Linked DNA regions of Sus scrofa: region 2 is linked to region 1. Evidence: chromatin contacts called from public HiChIP or PLAC-seq data. All regions are on one chromosome and are shown on one strand. The core of a region is the stretch at or near the end of the contact, and the rest is flanking DNA. Distances in the headings are between cores, read along the strand shown. Region 1 overlaps AHR (aryl hydrocarbon receptor). Region 2 overlaps HDAC9 (histone deacetylase 9).

Evidence for each region. HiChIP or PLAC-seq counts read pairs in DNA pulled down with a chosen protein or histone mark.
Region 2: an H3K27ac HiChIP or PLAC-seq map of alveolar macrophages shows a contact between it and region 1. The contact joins two enhancer-like sites. A contact is called at or near these places in 1 of 47 Hi-C or Micro-C datasets (embryonic fibroblasts) and 1 of 2 datasets of contacts at active chromatin or transcription factors (alveolar macrophages).

The regions. Positions count from the first base shown.
Region 1 is chr9:86,522,385-86,526,341 of Sscrofa11.1, forward strand. AHR (aryl hydrocarbon receptor) reads left to right here. Exons shown (of 11, transcript NM_001303026.1): 2 at 1,011-1,198. Among named protein-coding and RNA genes, the nearest start is that of AHR, 12 kb to the left of the region's middle. Within about 2 kb of position 2,122, at least 3 of the 83 cell types and tissues checked have an H3K27ac peak or open chromatin away from gene starts, as enhancers often do. A contact at or near this core is called in alveolar macrophages, where this site is marked.
Region 2 is chr9:87,496,236-87,500,229 of Sscrofa11.1, forward strand. All of the region lies in intron 4 of HDAC9 (histone deacetylase 9), which reads left to right. Among named protein-coding and RNA genes, the nearest start is that of HDAC9, 330 kb to the left of the region's middle. Within about 2 kb of position 1,351, at least 2 of the 83 cell types and tissues checked have an H3K27ac peak or open chromatin away from gene starts, as enhancers often do. A contact at or near this core is called in alveolar macrophages, where this site is marked.

The DNA of each region.
Region 1 (3,957 bases), core at 872-3,371:
TGTTTGTCTTCTCAATAAAACTGGAGGAAAAAAGTCTTTGTCAAAAGAATTCTCTGAATAATTATTTTTCTGGCAAATGGGAGGGTGTAGTAACATGATCTAAAAATTATGTTGTTTGGTTTTTAATATCCTCTCTATTTATATTCACTTTAATGAATTTCTGTTATGAAATCCTGGCTAAGGCCTTTGTAATGAAGTTCAATTTCTTATTTCTGAACTCAAGTTCTACTCCTAACCATAAATATCTTTTCACTCAGATGAAAATTGTGCTGAATGTTGGGATTATATTGAATTTTTTAATTGAGTCACAAACTATGATAACTAATAATTAAGTCAGATTACCCACCAGTTACAAAAGCAAAATTTATCATTAATCACAGTTAGCCTCTAAGATTTGTCACCCAACAAATATCAGTAACTAAAGTCAAATATTTTCTTGCCTTAATGTTGGATTTGCCCATTAGATGGCTGGAGGACCTTGCAGAGGGGCTGGACCAGGTTTGAGATGTTTTCACTGACAGGATGAAAGTATTAAATATTGGAAGCTAAGCATCATGAAGATAAGTTTTTATTTAGGGTTGCTCCTATTTATAGCAAAAGTGACTTTTCCAAGATGATTCTTGTGGAAGATAGCAAAGGAAGCTTAATTTTCACATAACTTCTTGCAGTTTTCTTTTTTCCCCTGTAACAATGGCTGTGAGAGGTAGAAAATCCTAGTAGATTTTTTCATGGAAATCATATACAATAAATATATAAGGTGTATAAGATGTACTCAGCATTTTCCTGTGATGGGTTCATAAGTTTTTAATAAAACATGAAGGAGTTTACCCATTCCTTTGTTTTTCTTAATTAAGGTATTCAAGAAGCATTTTGAAAGGATTTATATGAACTTGAAGTAGATTTTAGATGTTTGTTTTGTTAAAAAAATATTCGAGGAGATTTTATAATGCAATAGAAATTTTTGCTTTATAGATTTTAATGCATTTTATGGTGCTTTGTTTGTTTTTCAGTGTCAAGCCAATCCCAGCTGAAGGAATCAAGTCAAATCCTTCAAAGCGGCATAGAGACCGACTTAATACAGAATTGGACCGCTTGGCCAGCCTGTTGCCTTTTCCACAAGATGTTATTAATAAGCTGGACAAACTCTCAGTTCTTAGGCTCAGTGTCAGTTATCTAAGAGCCAAGAGCTTCTTTGATGGTAAGACAGAAGGGTTTAATTTTTCTGTAATCACTTACAAAATATTTAGGTTGAGTATGGCTGTTTCTGTTTCTCTGTTGAAAACTGCAAAAAAAAAAAAAAAAAATCATAATGTGAAAGGTTTTGCCTGTTGCTGTATGGTAAAACTTAAATAGCAAAGCCAAAACTTGAATGTTTCTAAAAATCAGTTTTCCAGATTGATTTATCAGATGCTGCCACTTAAGTGACATGTAGTGTCATCTTTTGACAGTCATAACACTCAATTAAGTGTGACACTTTTCCAGTACTTCTCTTTCCAACTCATTTTTTTGAAGTCTTTTAACTACTAAGCTATATTTTACTGGGTTTCATTCAGCATGTTTCATATATACATCATTTTTATTTATCCTTTCAAAATGATCTATACTTATACTGTGTTATATTAACTGTGTTTTGCTCCAGGAAAATGTAGTTTAAATTTTTTTTTTCCCCACTGGAGAAATTAGAGTCAGTAGAATTGGATTTCAGTCTCCATTGTGCTGCTGACAAGCTATCTGTCTTGAGCCTCTAGGCTTCCCTGTACCTCAGTTTACTCAGCTGTAAAGCTAGGGATTTGAATTAAGTGATATTTACCTTCTAATCACCTGGTATTTCAGAGTCATAAAATATTATAAATGGAAGTTTTTGTTTGACAGTGATGTTTCATTGTGTCTTCTCATGTAAAACAATTCTGTTTCTCCTTTTGTCTGTTTATATGTCAGAAATATAATTTTTAGGAACTGTTGAGTATTTTCAATATATCATGTTATTTTACAAACAGATAGTAAAGCATTGACAATAAAATCTCAGTGGCTTATGCCACTGCTACTTCAAGTCTAACATGCTCACAAATCACGTAGGGCTTCTGATGAGATGAAATCTTACTTAGTCGGTTTCAGCGTAGCATAGATTTTGCACTTCTCACTCGATGTCAGATGATGCTGATACTGCTGCCCTTGACACATTTACAGATACTTGAGTTTGCAGTTTGTGTTTAAAATATTGCAAAACACTTATTTCCCTTTGGGTTTATGTTTGGATGGTTTGCTATGTTTAGTCTGGACATCTTTTTATTTGTTGGTTTGTTTGCTTGCTGTATGTTCTTCATTTTGGATAAAAGCTATAATTTAACCATTGTGATCTGGGCAGTATACACTGATTTGAGGATAATAATTTTAGGGAAAATTATGTATTCGGAGATTCATAGTAGACACTTAAATTTTCTCTATTCTGTCTATAAAAATACTTCAAATTTTCAATTTTCATGTATACCAGACTCCTCATCTTTGAGGTGGGTTGTGTGATGCTCAGCGGTGTATGTGTGTGTGTGTGTGTGTGTGTCTGTGTGTTTCAGTTATATAGTCATTTTTATGATAAAGCTGGAACTAGAACCTGGTTTCCAGATTTCCTATATGACTTTTGCTGACCATATCTCAATTGTTTCTCTTTTCTAGGAATCATTTATATAGAAGAATCGTAAGGACTTTTTCCTAGATTTGTGATTCTCAAAGTGTAGTCCCCAGACAAGCAGCATTCATGTCCCATAGGCATTTGTTAGAAATGTCAGATCTTAGGCCCAGCCTAGACCAACAAAATCAAACTCTGATGCTTTGTCAAGTTTGGGAGCCCCCGTCATAGACCGTAACCTCAAGGTCACTCCCAGCTTCTTGGGATGCAGTCCTGATGTTCAGTATTTATTTACATGCTGTGCTGACTGTTTGACCTTGGGGTGGGAGGGTGCTTCCATAACATGTAAGATGCGGCCTCTGCCCTTAAAGGGTTTCTAGTCTAGAAGTCAGGGAGGCATGGTAAAGATGTATTGACATAAGTCATTTTGCCTTTTCATTTCCTGCTCCTTAATAATGGGAAACCAAATTATTATATATTAAAAAGAAAAAAAAATGTACATGTTGTTCCCTGTTTAGAGGCAGTGGAGCAGAACTGAGGCTGCTTGGAGAGTGCTGTTTAAATACTAACATACTTTCTGCTCTTTAGGTGTCTGTGTGTGTGTGTGTGTGTGTGTGTGTGTGTGTGTATACCATTATATTTAATATAAAAAGCTATATATGCATATTTTTATGATTAGTTTTGTATCCTGTTTAATACCTTGAGTAAAAGTGATTCCAAAGTCTAATTGATAAAGAATGCCGTAGTTTAGCAGGGCTCATTATGGAGTTCTTGCATGTTAAGTATTTTATTAGCTCTTTATCAGGGAGTTTATTTTTTATTCTGGTTTAGTGTATTTGACAGTAGAATCTTATTACTCTATTTGTGTCATTCCTTCATTGATTATATTATCTTTAATTTTAGATCATTTGAATTACTGGTCTTTAGTGTACATCACGGCATCAGAAAAACCTGAAAAACTTATTTTAAAATACACATAAAAGGCATACCCTTTTTATGCTGATTCTGTGTAGGTTTAAGTAGAACCCAGGAATCTGTATTTTTATAAGCATCCTAGATCAGTCTAAGGCAGTGAATTAGCCTAGTTTTGATTATGCTCTGAATTACTTAAAATTCTTTTTCTTTGCCTTTAGGAAGACATATCCAAATGTAAAAAATTTTAGAAAGACTATAAATGCGTTTTCTAGGGTTTCAGTGGAGTGTGTACTCAAAGCAGTTTCATAGGGGTTGTTCGGTACAGCAACAGATTTTGATGGAAGGTGAGGGAAATAATCAGTGAATAAGATCCCCAGTGTTCTAGGAAGGCAGTGCAGTATTTTGAAAGAACACAGAGA
Region 2 (3,994 bases), core at 101-2,600, 970 kb after region 1:
ATGATGGGAGAGGGAGTTTTATGTTTGGGAAATTGTTCCAACTGTAAGAAGCAATTGTTGATCAGTTGTGAATTAGTAAAATTCAGAAAGCTTTTCAGCCACACAAACATTTGGGCTTTGCAGTTTTTTTACTTGTTAATTTATTGTTCATAATGTCATGCAAGTGATATAAATGCAGTAATGTAAAAAATAGGTAGCTTAAAGCCATTTTAAATTTTTCTTAGAAAAATTGAGAATTCATCTTCTCTAGTCAAAGTGCCTGGGATGGAATTTTTACTCAACTGCTTGCTAGCTATTGGATCTTAGATAAGTATTTTAACCTCTTGTGCTTCAGTTTTCTCACCTATAAAATGGAAATAATAATAGCACATGGCACATGTGGTGTTAGGATCTATTATTATTATTATTATAAAATTTTGGTCTAGCCTTGAGATGTAGCCTAACTCTGATTATTCTTTTGTTATATCTTAATATTCAAACATTGAAACAAATGTAGTCCATATGTAATTACAGACAGGCAAACAAGGCACAGTGAGAAGAATTCTATAAACAGAGGCTTGTTAACATATTGTTTTATGTATTATAAGTAATAATATCTTCATTTTGACATACATAATTTTCACTATGAATATGTAAAATCATTCTCTCAAATAGAAATTTGGTAGCATTCCTAGCCATTTGGGAGAGATAGAGTTATTATTGCTAGATTAATCTCATGCAAAATATTTCTAAAAAGTCACTCATCAAGTTGAGGGGGGTATGGATGTAGATGGTAAGACTGACAATGAGTGAAGTATGAAATTTTACCCTGTTAATTTCATTTCTTATAAGCTGGCAAACTATTGCCACTGTTTATTCTCATCTATTTTCTTTTGAGGAAGCCAACTGAACATTAAGTTCTTGGGGATGTATTTCTTTAAAAAGTAGTGGTGCCATACCACGTACTGTCATTATTTAAAAACTGTGACATTCTGACAGTGTGTCAAAAAAAGTGGCTGTATGAAATTTACATGCCTAAGTTTGTAACTAAAACTAATTTGTTAGAGAATATTTTATAATTACCAAATTAAAGAACTATGTAATTAAAGTAAAATGAGCTCTGCATTTGCCTAGAAACATAATCTCTTAATGCTTTTGTTAGTTTATCTCCAATGACATTGTTTTGTAATATGTACATATATTATTTATTTCAGAAACAGTGACAGAGTAAGGTTGTTTTCCAGAGATTTGCAATCATTTGGAGAAATTCGTGAACAACTTACTATGTTGCATTTTTTTTCACATTCAGTTTAGTGATTTTTAAAAGAGGAACAGCAAAATAACCAGCTTCAAATGCCCCTCTCCTTCTCATACTTCTGTATTTTATTTATAGCAGAGGAAAACCTTTCTTCATTTCTTCCTGTCAGCTGTGCAGAGGCAGTTTTACTGAAATTGGGTAAAAGAATATCCAGAACACTTTTTAGCACTTTGAGTTAGTCTCTGGTAAATAAATTAAGATGATTATTTTTCCAGCAAAGTTGATATGGAGCTAAAAAACAGCTTATTTTTTAAAAAACGCTTCTATATAAAACTTTAAAAATTCCTTCAGTAAAGGGAATTTATTTTTATAGATTAATTTCGTGGAAGTGCAATGAATATTATTTATATTTTGGATTCTAATATTATAATACTGTAAATTCTCAGTTCCCTGATCTAGAATTTTCCTCATATGGGCACTTGCTCACTTTTTTTTTTTTAAGTTTTATTAATGTTAGCTGATTTACAATGTTGTGGTAATTTCTGCTGTACAACAAAGTGATTCAGTTATACATGTACAGTGGTCTGATAACATAAAAATGTAAGACTTTAGCAGTGTGTACATTCTGTGATTAACTTCATTACCATTGGGCAGAAAGCTTAGTAACCATACTGGAAGGGTTTCATTATTGTGTGTATTTAAAGGCACCTATTTAGGAAGTAATTGGGCATGTGCTGCTATATTCAAGAAAGATGTTGTATATTTATGAAACCATCTCTCTTTCTGAAACTTGGAGATGAAAAAATACCATCTATGTTTGTCTAGAAATTATATAGCTGTGAGTGATGGAGAAATCATTTAACCCCTCAATCTCAAGTTTTCTAATCTATAAAATGAAAACATTGTGGCCCTCTCTAGTGAGCTCACAGAGTTTCTCAAATCAGATCATGGTAAAATCAAGGTCAAATGCTTCGAAAGGTGTAAAGCATTTGCAGATATAAGGGATTATGATTTTTCCTTATTGTTTTATCTAGAGCCACACTGCAGTTACATGCCTTTATTTTATTCTGCTAAACGAGAAGAGAAATAGAAAACTATTGCATTTAAGTTAATTCAGGTTTAAGAAATTAGAAATAGAATGTGCACAAGTCTGCATCGAGATAAGGCAAGCTATATGTATAATCAACTGGATATGCGCCTTCCTATGTGTCAGGTCAAAGTGTGCTAGAGTGCCATTGCTGTTCAAAGAAAGATCTTACAACAATGTAAAAGTAATGGTAATGACCTTAGTGTGATAATTGCAACAGTAAGAAAGATATAACCTTCACTGAAGGAAGGGTTTTATCTATTTTTTTCCTGTTGTTTTCTTAGCCAAGAATTAGGCTAGGCACCTAGTAGGTTCTTATACTTGATAATGTTAGTGAATGAATAAAATTTATTATTAGATACATCTGAAACTTGTACTTGTTTCCATGTAACTCATCAAGAATTTACTCAGTATTTTTCTACTTTTATTGAGATGATCATGTATTTTTTGTCATTTATTCTGTTAATATGTTGTCTTTTATAATCGATTTTTAGATGGTAAACCAATCTAGCATTACTAGGATAAATCCCACTTGGTCAAGGTGGATAGTACATATTGATGGGTTCTGTTTAAGGAATAATGGTCTATTAATTTTCTTTTCTTATAATGTATTTGTGAGATTTTGGTATCAGGGTAATGTTTGCCTCTTATAATGCATTGAGGAGTCACTGATCTCTAATTTTCTGAAATAGTTTGTGTTATTTTCTTCTTTAAATATTTGGTAGAATTAAGTAGCTCCATCAGAATTGGAGCTTTCTTTGTGACGAGATTTTTAATTACAAATGCAAATTCTTTGATAGGTATAATATTATTCATACTACCCATTTCTTCTTGAATTTATTGGCTTGTATTTTTCAAGGAATTTTTGTCCGTTTCCTCTAAGTTTTCAAATGTATAGGCAAAAAGTTTTTGGTAATATTCTCTTATTATCCTTTGAATATCTGTAGAATTATAATGATGTCACAATTTTGATTACTGATATCGTTAGCTATTTTCTTCTCTCTTTTTTTTTAATGATCAGTCAGACTAGAAGTTTATCAGTATTATAGATCTTCTTAAATAACTAATTTTCCCTAAAGTAATTGTTTTCTATTTCATTGATTTCACTCTGATCTTCATTATTACCTTTATTCTACTTACTTTGTATTTTATTCTCTCCCCTTTTTCTAGTTTCTTAAGGTGGAAGCTGAGATAATTAATTTTAGAACTTCCTTCTTTTCTAATATATAACTTTAGTACTATAAAATTTCCCTTAAATACCGCTTTAGCTATATCTCATGGATTGTGAAATGTTGTTTTCATTTTCATTCGATTTACAGTAATACCTTTTTTTAAAGAAAGTATACAATATCATCATCTATTATGTATATATTATGAAAGGAATTAAGATAATAAAACATCATCTCACACATTTACTGATGTGTGTGTGTATGTGTGTGGTGTGTGTGTGTATGTGTGTGGTGTGTGTGTGTATGTGTGCGGTGTGTGTGTGTTGGGGGGGTTAAGTTCTACTCTTTGGGCAAGTTTTAACTATACAGTCCAGTGTTATCAACTCTGGTCATTATGCTATACATTAGATCCTCAGACGGTATTCATATTGTAACTGAAAGTTTGTATCCTTTTACCAATCTCTCCCTATTTCCCCCACATGCTCCCAATTCCTGGTGACC